2 separate regions of the Ovis aries genome follow, and region 2 is linked to region 1. Evidence: chromatin contacts called from public Hi-C data. All regions are on one chromosome and are shown on one strand. The core of a region is the stretch at or near the end of the contact, and the rest is flanking DNA. Distances in the headings are between cores, read along the strand shown. Region 1 holds the start of CCDC90B (coiled-coil domain containing 90B). Region 2 holds the start of PRCP (prolylcarboxypeptidase).

Region 1 (5,300 bases), core at 966-3,465:
ACAATCAGGATTAATATATTAAATAATAAACCAACACAAGATCTATGTGACTGACTTCTCAGGGACAACCAAAAAATCTGTTTTTAGAAGCTCAGTGTTTTTGATGTTTTGCTAAGTAAGAGAAATAGTAATGAACTAGGAAACCAGCACCAGTGGTCACAAAACTTCCACAACATCTTCCTGTGCCTTATTTTATCTTTTAAACAGTAATTCAATTAGATGAAAACTAAGATCCTTCCCTGAGTCAGAGGTCAAGGTTTTCAAATTCCTTGAATACTGACTTGAGGCAAGCTTAAACTACTTGAACATAGTAAACATTCAATAAATATTTGTTTAGTAATGAGGGACCCAAATTATATTAGCTCTGAAAGTTTACAAAAAATTGAGACTGGGGTGATTTCCCAGGGTTCAAAAAACATCCGTTTTGTACATCATAATGTGTATGTATGCTAAACTCCATGGGGTCTCAAAAGAGTTAGACATGACTGAGCGACTAAATACACACACAAACCTAATACCTTTGTTCAGTCGCTCAGTCCTGTCCGACTTTTTGCAGCCCAGTGGACTGCAGCAGGCCAGACTTCCCTGTCCTTCACCATCTCTGCAGCTTGCTCAGACTTATGTCCATTGTGTCAGTGATGCCATCCAACCAGCTCATCCTAAGTACAAATACCGTGCCAAGGACCCTGGGCACTAAACAGCAGTCTTAGAGATGGGGGGGGGCGGCGCGGGGAGGCGGTCAATAACTGCAGTCTTGCTGTGTGACTAAAATGAAACGAGCAAAACAGCTCAAAGTTGTGGTGCTGGACATCTCAGTTCCCCTGCACTTAAGATTTAAGGTGAATAGAGAACGTTGAGGTTAGTACGAAGTAACTACTCTGCAGACAACCCCAAAGGGTTTAAAAATTGTGGGGAAAAGATTCTGGAAACGACTCTCAATAAATTCAGTTGTCCAGCACACACTGGTGACAGGCGCACCTGCCCGTCAACCACTGTAGCTTCCCGTGATCACGTTCCTTTTTCTTGAAAGGCGATTGCCAAGTACTGAAAACCACAGCGTAAATAAAGCGTTTGTTGTTCAGTCGCTCAGTCGAGTCCGACTCATTGCGACCCTACAGGCTGCAGCATGCCAGGCTTCCCTGTCCTTCACCGTCTTTTGGAGTTTGCTCCCGAGTACCGAAAAATATGGTTTTTCCAGTGGTCATGTATGGATGTCAGAGTTGGACTGTGAAGAAAGCTGAGCGCCGAAGAATTGATGCTTTTGAACTGTGGTGTTGGAGAAGACTCCTGAGAGTCCCTTGGACTGCAAGGAGATCCAACCAGTCCATTCTAGAGGACATCAGCCCTGGGTGTTCCTTGGAAGGAATGATGCTAAAGCTGAATCTCCAGTACTTTGGCCACCTCATGCGAAGAGTTGACTCATTGGAAAAGACTCTGATGCTGGGAGGGATTGGGGGCAAGAGGAGAAGGGGACGACAGAGGATGAGATGGCTGGATGGCATCACTTGACTCGATGGACGTGAGTCTGAGTGATCTCCGGGAGTTGGTGATGGACAGGGAGGCATGGCGTGCTGCGATTCATGGGGTCGCAGAGAGTCGGACACGACTGAGCGACTGAACTGAACCGAACCGAAAACTACAGCGAAAATAGAGCGGACCTGAAGTGAAACGGGCGCTGTAGATTACCAAATGACCTGGGCTCGAGGTAGGCACCCGAGTAACACAGTCTAAGTTTGAACAAACCGCGAAAGGTGACGGCCCTCTCCGGGCACAAACTACACGCCTGCGAGGGGGCGGGGACGACCAGCCTCCCTTGACAGAGAAGGGTTCAGAGGGACACCTGGCGGGGCTCGAGCGAAAGAGCCAGGCGGGAAGACAGGCCTTCGGAGGCTCGCGCTCCCGTTCTCGGCCCTCGCGCCTCCCGCCTCAACCCCTCGGGGCGAGGCTCGGCAGCAGGGTTGCCAGGCCCCGGAGCGGGCTGGAGGGAGGCGGCGGCACCCTCGCCTTCCTCTCGCCCAAGCCGGCACCACCTCCCCACAGCGAACAAAGGCATCGGGCGACACGGTGCCTCTCCTCACCTCTCCGCAGGGTCGGCGAAAAACGCCCACAGGGGCTCAAAACCTCAGAATACAGGAGCGGCCGAACCCAGCGGCCCCACATTTCACGGGTTTTCCAGCCGGAGGCAGCCGGGTGAGAAGACGGGGCGAATCCCGCTCAGCCTTTCGGGCAACGTAGTTCTGGCGCCAAGAGGATGCCGGGAAATGTAGTTTTCGGCCCGTAACACCTCCAACGCGCTTCCCAGCACAGGCTCGCACCGCGCGCAGTCTCGCGAAGTTGGGCCTCTCCACAGACGGACCCGTAGCTCACCAGCATGGTTTACAGCGGCTCCGCTTCTCTCACCGCCCCACCCCAACCAGTGCACGCCGTTACCGCCCTAAGAAGTGGAATCTTGTTTGAGAACCTTCCGACGCCCGTTCCCTGGCAATGAGATGTACAGCTAAACGGCCGTCTCCCGCCAGAGAGCCAGCGGCCATCACTTCTTTGGGTTAGGGAACGACAGAGTAACGTCCAACCCCGCGGCAACCTGGGACGTGCAGGCCTTGGCCGCTGAGCATGCCGGGAGTTGCGCAGAGCGCTTCTGGGAAGTGTAGTCCCCCCGAGGCTCTCGTTTCTAATTTCTTGCTGCTGCAAAGCTTGCCGCTTCGCCCTCTAGTGTACGGGAAGAAGGGAAATTGAATTCTCTCGTTTCTTGGGACGACCTGATTTATATATCACCATTTTATCTCGCTCAGACCTCAGTTACTCCAGAGTTTTCCCCACATGGTAAAATGTTGAAAACAGCAGCACGCAGTAGTTGTGGGGTTCAGATGCGGGGATGTATTCTTTGTAAATTCTTCTCTGTTAGCTTAAACGGTGAAGAATCTGCCCGCAATGCGGGAGATCTGGGTTCAGTCCCTGGGTGGGGAAGATCCCCTGGAGGAGGGCATGGCAACCCACTCCAGTACTCTTGCCTGGAGAATCCCACGGACAGAGGAGCCTGGTGGGCTACGGCCCATGGGGTCGCGAAGAGTTGGACGGACACACTGAGCGACTAACACAACAACAAAGCGGTAAACAGTCGTCAGGTTTTAGCGGCTTAATTATTCTTACAAGAATGTAAAGTTACCACTCAGTCATCAGATTTGTTTTCAGAGCTTTGTGTCAGCCGCATGACAAGCACCGTTCTAAGCACTGAGACACATTAAAAGAACAGGAGTCCCTTCGCTGTACAACTGAAACTACGACGACATTGTTAACCGGCTATACCCCAATGCAAAATAAACAGTTTAAAGTAGGCGGGAAAAAAGAAAACATAATTCCTGACAGGGCTTTAACAGTGTATGGAGAGGAAATATAAGTGATTATTTAAAAATTGAAAAACAAAGAACAACCCCTCCTCAAAAAGAGTTTAATCTCACAGTTTAAAAAAATAAAATAGAACAGAAGGACATACCATTATTACCTGTTAAAGATTTTCTAAAAAATAATGATCAATTCTACCAAATAAACCATTAGATACTGTCACTCAAGCTACTGGCAGGAGTTTATGTTAGTACAACGTATTTGGAAAACAATGTAACAATATATATAAACTAAAAATTGAATAGCTAGTTTCACTTCTAAGAATTTACTCTAAAAAAATTATCTTGTAGCTAAGATTTTTTTTAAGTTTTTATTATTATTATTATTTGGCTGCACAAGGGATATTTTAATTGTGGCATGTGGGATCTACTTCCCAGACCAGGGATTGAACTTGGGGCCCCTCCATTGGGAGCACAGCATCATAGCCACTGGGCCACCAGGGAAGTCCTTGAGGCTAAGATTTTTTTAAAAAAATTTAGCTCTTGCAGTGTTATATACAATAATGACAAATTAGAAATAATCTGGTGACTCAGATGGTAAAGAATCTACCTGGAATGCTGGAGACCTGGGTTCAAGTCCCTGGGTTGGGAAGATCCCCTGGAGGAGGGCATGGCAATCCACTCCAGTATTCTTGCCTGGAGAATCCCCATGGACAGAGGAGCTTGGTGGGCTACAGTCCATGAGGTGGCAAAGAGCTGGACACGACTGAGCGACTAAGCACAGCACAGAAATAATCAAAAGGTTCAAAATGATTCAGTAACCTGCAGAAATATTCCTAATTGGAATATTATGCAATCATTAAGTATTAAAAAAAACTTAGTGAGAAGAAAATGTCTAATTTATGTACGTATATAAATATAGTCCCAATATGATTTTAAATCTGTTAAATGATATAAGTAAAGTCAACAGGTATTATTAATAAAAATAACTCCAGCTGATCTTTAGGAGCTCTCAGTATACGGGAAGATACAGACCAGTGAGAACACAAAATTTTTATTTACCTTAAATTCAATAATGGTTATGAAAAAGTGTACCTCTTTAATATTAATACATATTATTATTTGTATTATTATAAAATTCTCTCCCCAATGTACATACACAGTATTGATGTTGGGCCAATCATATTCCTTTTTGTGGAATTAGCGATTGAATTCAGGGATTCTTAATCATCTTCTGAAGTTTGCTGGAACTACAGCAAGTGAATTTGGGAGTCCACACAGCCTCATTTTGCCAAAGAAGTACAGAGGCAGGAGCGGGGATAGCAGATGGAATGAGTCCAGGTGGTATTCAGTTAATAGATTTAGCCACTTCCTGAGTCCCTTGGACAGCAAGGAGATCCAACCAGTCTACCTGAAAGGAAATCAGTCCTGAATATTCAGTGGAAGGACTGATGCTGAAGCTGAAACTCTGATATTTTGGCCACCTGATGCTAATAACTGACTCATTTGAAAAGACCCTGATGCTGGGAAAGATTGAGGGCAGGAGGAGAAGGGGACGACAGAGGATGAGATGGTTGGATGGGAAGATCCCCTGGAGGAGGGCATGGCAACTCACTCCTCTGTTCTTGTCTGGAGATTCTCATGGACAGAGGAGCCTGGTGGGCTACAGTCCATGGGGTTGCAAAGAGCTGGACACGACTGAAGTGACTGTGCATGCATGTGAGACCTGCCTAAAGCTCTGTGTTCCCAGACTCTCCACTGCTCCTATTATTTGTCTGCTGAAAATCTTATTTGATAAAAAATATTTTTCCATAAACATGTTAATATTTTTTCTTGTGTTAAGAGGAATAAAGGAGCTAATGCAGATAAAATACTCAGCACAGAATATGGTACATATAAACACTCAACGAGTTGCAGCTATTTTTAGTACTAACACCTGTTGACTTTGCTCAGCGTTGG
Region 2 (5,300 bases), core at 1,299-3,798, 350 kb before region 1:
AATGTTTCCCAAATCTTTGCCTATCTTTTCACATGCATGCACACATGCATGCTCAGTTGCTCAGTCGTGTTCAACTCTTTGAGACCCCATTGAATGTAGCCCACCAGGTTCCTGTGTCCTCGGGATTTCTCAGGCAAGAATTTTGGGGTGGATTGCCATTTCCTGCTCCAGGGGATCTTCCCCCACCCAAGAATCAAACCCCCGTCTCTTTTATCTCCTGCCTTGGCAGGCAGATTCTTTACCACTGTGCCACCTGGGAAGGTCATTTATCTTTTCACAGGCTCCCAGAACTGTAAATGATATTGTCATTTCACAAAAGATGTACTTCCTCATTCAGGCTTCTCAGGGAACACCTACCTCATGCTTCAGCCAGGCACAAAGGCATCATGCCTACCTTAAACCTCTGAACTCAAAATTCAGAACTATAGAGATGCTCACCTTCACTCCCCACTCCAAATTTTGACAGACTCCTACAACTTCCAAGGAAAGATGAAAACTCTTAATAAAAGGGCTACAAAAGCAACTCTGAGCTGAGCATAAGACAACAGACTGACATTTTAGATTGAAAAAATATTATATATTATCTGGTAAGATATTAGAAACTTGAACTTAGGGGCTGCTTTGGGACAAAAAATGACTGTCACCTCGAAGTAGGCTCCAGAGCTGGCATTAAATAATTTGAATTTGGCGGGAGGTCAAAGGAATTTTAGGGCATCCTCTGCAAGCAGGAGTTGAAGTGACTGTGATGGTCAATCACAGAAGGGAGTGTAGAGCCAGAAATGACAATAAATTATTGGTGATGGAAGGTGAGTTTAAACAGATGGGACTTGGGCCACCGGACAAGTCTTCAGCATTAGGGTTCTACAATTTCAATGAGCTTCGGTGCCTGAAAACCACAAAACCCCAGTCCTCGCCACCCACTCGGACACCCCAACCCTTTTGGCCTTACCTTCTGTTGGATGTAGCGAATCGAATACTTCGGGGTAATAGTAGGGCGAGATCCGAAGCTCGTTGACCAGGGTAGGCTGCTAGGGGCCCTCAGTGACGGCGATACGGGGCTGGCGGCCCCAGGAGTCAGGGAAGCTAGGAGCAGGAGCAGGAGGGAGCAGCGCCCCATGGCTCAGGACCGTGGCTGCAGAGCGGGTAGGAGGGAGACAGGCAGATGCACGCAGCGCCGCCCAGCCCACAGCTCCTGCCCCGAGACAGGCCCCTCCTTCCCGGGGGAAACCCAATGCTACCCCGCCCCTCAGCAAAGCCTCTCAAATTCGAGTTGCCAAAGCCATTCCAAACCCCGTCCCAGTCCCACAGGGCGCCGCCAGGTTTCATTTCCCTCTTTTACCGTCCCCTCTTTATTATATAGAGTTCACCTTTATTCCCTTCCAACTCAAAGCCTACCTTTACCATCCCAGGGCCCCTCCTATCTGACCTCTGAACCCCATTCTTAACTATATCACCCCCACACACACACAAACACTTTCTCCGCACCCTATATCCTCCCCCTTTATCGTCACTGCCAAACCCTGCCCTGTCCACCTCTATTTCATCGCCACATCCTTGTCCTCCGCAAATCCTACATAATAATAGTGTGTGCATGCGTGCAAACGTGCCAGGCCGCTTGGGTCGTGTCCAACTCTTTGCGACCCTATAGACGGTGGCCTGCCAGGCTCCTCTGTCCATGGGATTCTCCAGGCAAGAATACTAGAGGGAGTTGCCATGCCCTCCTCCAGGGGATTCTTCCCAACCCAAGGATCTGACCCAAGTCCCCCACATTGCAGGCGGATTCTTTAGCGTCTGAGCCACCAGGGAAGCCCCAGGAAGGGCTACTGCCAACTTAAAACTGGCACTCGCCACCAGCTCTACAAGGACTAAATCATTCACTAGTCACTCAGCCCTGACAGTCAAAACACCCTGAAAAGAGGAGCTCAGGGTACAGAGCTGCTCCTCCTGACTGGCAGCGGCATCTGCCAATCCGTGTTAATGTGTTCATACCCTGCCTTTTTCACTAAAATCATGTATACTACTAAGCTATCCCCACTAGGTCTGGCTCCTTTGCACCGCCACCTCCATGTCAGCCTAATCACCTCCTAGGGCACTCTGTCGGTTAGTCACCCCTACACATGCGTGAAATCCACACAGTCCACTTCTCAACGGAGGTCGCCCCGGAATCCCACTAGGTCCCGGTCCCTGCTTCCAAGCTACGCCCCCTTCCGTCTTCCGGCACCCAGCTTCGGACCCCGCCTTCCCCTCTCCTTGGGAGCAGTCCCAGCCCCAGCGGGCGGAGTCCCTTTCGGTCCTCGTGACTCCCTCACCACCAACTTCCGCTTCTACTTCCAGTCAGCCAGGTGAACCTCGGTCTGAGGGGCGCTCCCACCCACTACCACCTACGCCTGGCTGGCTCAACGCTGCCTCAAAACCAACTGTACAGACTGTACTACTGCTCAATCAGTTGGGAAAGGACACTTGCCTAAGCCTCTCGGACAAAAATGGTTGTTCCCAAAACCTCACAGGTTGTCGAGCTACATCGCCAACCTGGGCGGTGTCGTCTTCTGATTGGCTCTAAGGCCAGACGGTCATGGCGTCACTTCCGGCGGAAGGAGGCGCGGGAGATTCGATTGGAAGACACTCTCTAGCCGCTTGAGTCTTGGGGTCCGCGTCACTGAGCTTCGCCCGGGCAGGTTCCTGGTCCTCTGCCTCAGGTGAGAAGGTGCGGGAGGAGATTCTCGGGGAGCAAGGGCCGGAGACTCCTAGGAAGACCCTTGAACGTCGTTCTGAGTGAGCATTCGGAGCATTCTATGTTTTTTTTTCAGGAGTCAGTCTCGTCTATAAACGGGCGGTTGTGAGAGAAGAGTGAGGTCAGTTCTTTTCATTTTAGACGGTGCTGTTGCAGTCAGTCAGAGAGCGTTTGTGTGCCACCGACCTGGAAACGAGTAAGTGTCTGGAACCCGAAATACAGGGAGGAAAAAGGTGCTACTGCAATTTTTGAGGTGCTCGGAGGCTCGTACACAGCGGGCGGCTATGCCCAGTAGTACCTGCTGAAAAGGGATCTTTTCCAAACTGCTTTGATGACTCAGAGGGACAAGTGCTCACTGAGCAGAGTGTTCAAACCAGAAACAAGTTTTCTAGGTACCTTCCTTGTCTCTCACATCAAGCCACACCAACCTCTTGAATATCTCAAACCATACGCTTCTCGCCAGTTTTACTTTGGTTCAGCACAACTGCTTCATAACTATGACTGTAGCCTCCCAGCTGATTCTTTCAATTTCCTTACGTTCCAATCCAGTCTCCACGTTGCTAGGCTGATAAAGTACAAATCTGATGAGGACACTCCCCATTAAAAACCTTTCCTTTGGTCACTCCTGTTTGCCCTCAGGTTTAAGTCTAAACTCCTTAAAGTGGTTAACAGGGCCCTTCTTGTCTGGCCTTTGCCTAGTACTCCAGCTCTTTTTTTCACCCCTCCAGCCCTATGCTCCAACCACATGGAATGTCCTTTTGAGTCCCTCAAATGCACCATTCTCCCTCACCTTCAGACCCCATCTGAATCCCATCCCACCTAGTTCTTAATCATTGTTTAGGTCTCAATTTATGAAGCTTTCTATCAGGAGGCCTTTCATCATCCTGCAAAATTGGGTCAGAAAGCACCCAGTAGTTACTTACTCATTCTACAGATAGTTTTTTTAACTGTCTCCCTCTGTGCTAAGAACTTCTAAGTACTAGGATCACAATGGTGAACAAGATGTGAGAATCCTTCGGAACTTAAACTTTTTGTGTGTGGGCTTAAAAAGAATGAAGTGGAATCTATTTGAGTTAGGTTTGTTTGGAAAGGCCTCTGAGGAGTTGACACTTAAATTGAGGCCTAGAAGATGAGAATGATCTAGCCATGCAATAGAAGAAAGGAAGAAAATTCCAGAGTGAACAGGTTATGTAAAGGCCTTAAAGCAGGAAAGAACTTAGCATCTTAATGTTCAAGAAACTAAGAAAAGGCCAGTGTTGCTGAAATGTATTCAGAAAGGACAGCTGCATGAGGTGATTTTTTTCTATCTGTAACCCTGTCCCCTTCCCCATCTCTGGAACTTTACCTGTCGTAAGTGCAATGAACTGTGCTTGATACTCACTAAGAGTTTCCTGAGTAATGTTTTAAAAATATTTTTCATCAGTATTTCTCCAAACAAAAGAGGTTTTGTCTTTTTTGATTTTTTTTTTAATCTCCTACCTCCCTCTCCCTTTTCCAGAATTTTCATTTTAATGTCAGAAGATCATTTCTCAGGGACTTGTTATGACTGCCTTTAGAAAGATTAGACAAATTATGCACCCTTGGAGGGAGACCATTAGACAGCTTTAATAAAGCAACTCAAAGTAACTACCATTTCCATAGCTAAAGAGTCTGTCCTATAATATATGAAATGAGAAATCTGAGAGCAACAGAATGACAAAGATTTTCTTGCAAAGCAAGAGCAGTTTGAGGAGGAATGAAGAAAGGGAGAGGAGTTAGTCACATCTCCTTTTCTGTATGCCGTTAGAAGTGTGGCCCAGTGTTTTAAAGGAGTGATTTCATCCTTTGGTCACAATCTTAGACTAAATGAGTCTCCTGTTGTAGTTTTCTCATGGTATAATGTACTTTTCCTGTATAGAATTTTCTACCTATCTCTTACTAGGCTATAGATCAAGTGACCAGGTAGAGACCTTGTCTATTTTGTTGATCACTTATATTATTCCCATCAGCTGGTATTTATCAGCTGCACAATAAATTGATAAATAAGTATATTGAACTTGGACTTCCCAGGTGATACTAGTAGTAAAGAATCTGCCTGCCGATGCAGGAAACACAAGTCGCAAGTTCAATCCCTGGGTCTGGAAGATCTCTTGAAATAGGAAATGACAACCTGCTATGGTATTCTTGCCTGGAAAATTCCATGGACAGAAGAGCCTGGTGGGCTACATCCATGGGACCACAACGAGTCAGATGCGACTGAGCACATATTGAACTTATTAAATTGGAATATGGTTTGTTGACTGTGGTGGAACTGAAAGCAATATAATGCTGTATTACCATCCTCCCCAATAAAATCAAGAAGAAAGATAAACCGCAGGTAGATACCACATATGGAATGTTCCCAAGTCTGAGATCATGTTTTCCTAACTTTAGTGTTTGCTCATTCCTCATGCTTCATTCAGTTGTCCATCAAACATAAATTCAATACTTGAAATCAGACACTAGAGAGAGAGAGAGACAAAACAAACTAGATGACCAAAATCATAAGGAAATACTATGAAAACAGCAAAGGGAATGACTAATAGTGACT

The links. A called contact is a pair of places that touch in the nucleus more often than the background predicts.
Region 2: a Hi-C map of tail adipose tissue shows a contact between it and region 1, with 2.9 times the contacts expected there. The contact joins the promoter of PRCP here to the promoter of CCDC90B in region 1. A contact is called at or near these places in 2 of 16 Hi-C or Micro-C datasets (liver and tail adipose tissue).

Annotation. Positions count from the first base shown.
Region 1 is chr21:11,963,258-11,968,557 of ARS-UI_Ramb_v3.0, reverse strand. It overlaps CCDC90B (coiled-coil domain containing 90B), which reads right to left and starts at 2,215. Exons shown (of 9, transcript XM_004019415.5): 1 at 2,079-2,215. The coding sequence starts at 2,160.
Region 2 is chr21:12,310,482-12,315,781 of ARS-UI_Ramb_v3.0, reverse strand. PRCP (prolylcarboxypeptidase) reads right to left here and starts at 2,548. Exons shown (of 10, transcript XM_042238281.2): 1 at 2,116-2,548; 2 at 950-1,132. The coding sequence starts at 1,117. It overlaps DDIAS (DNA damage induced apoptosis suppressor), which reads left to right and starts at 2,622. Exons shown (of 5, transcript XM_060403938.1): 1 at 2,622-2,696.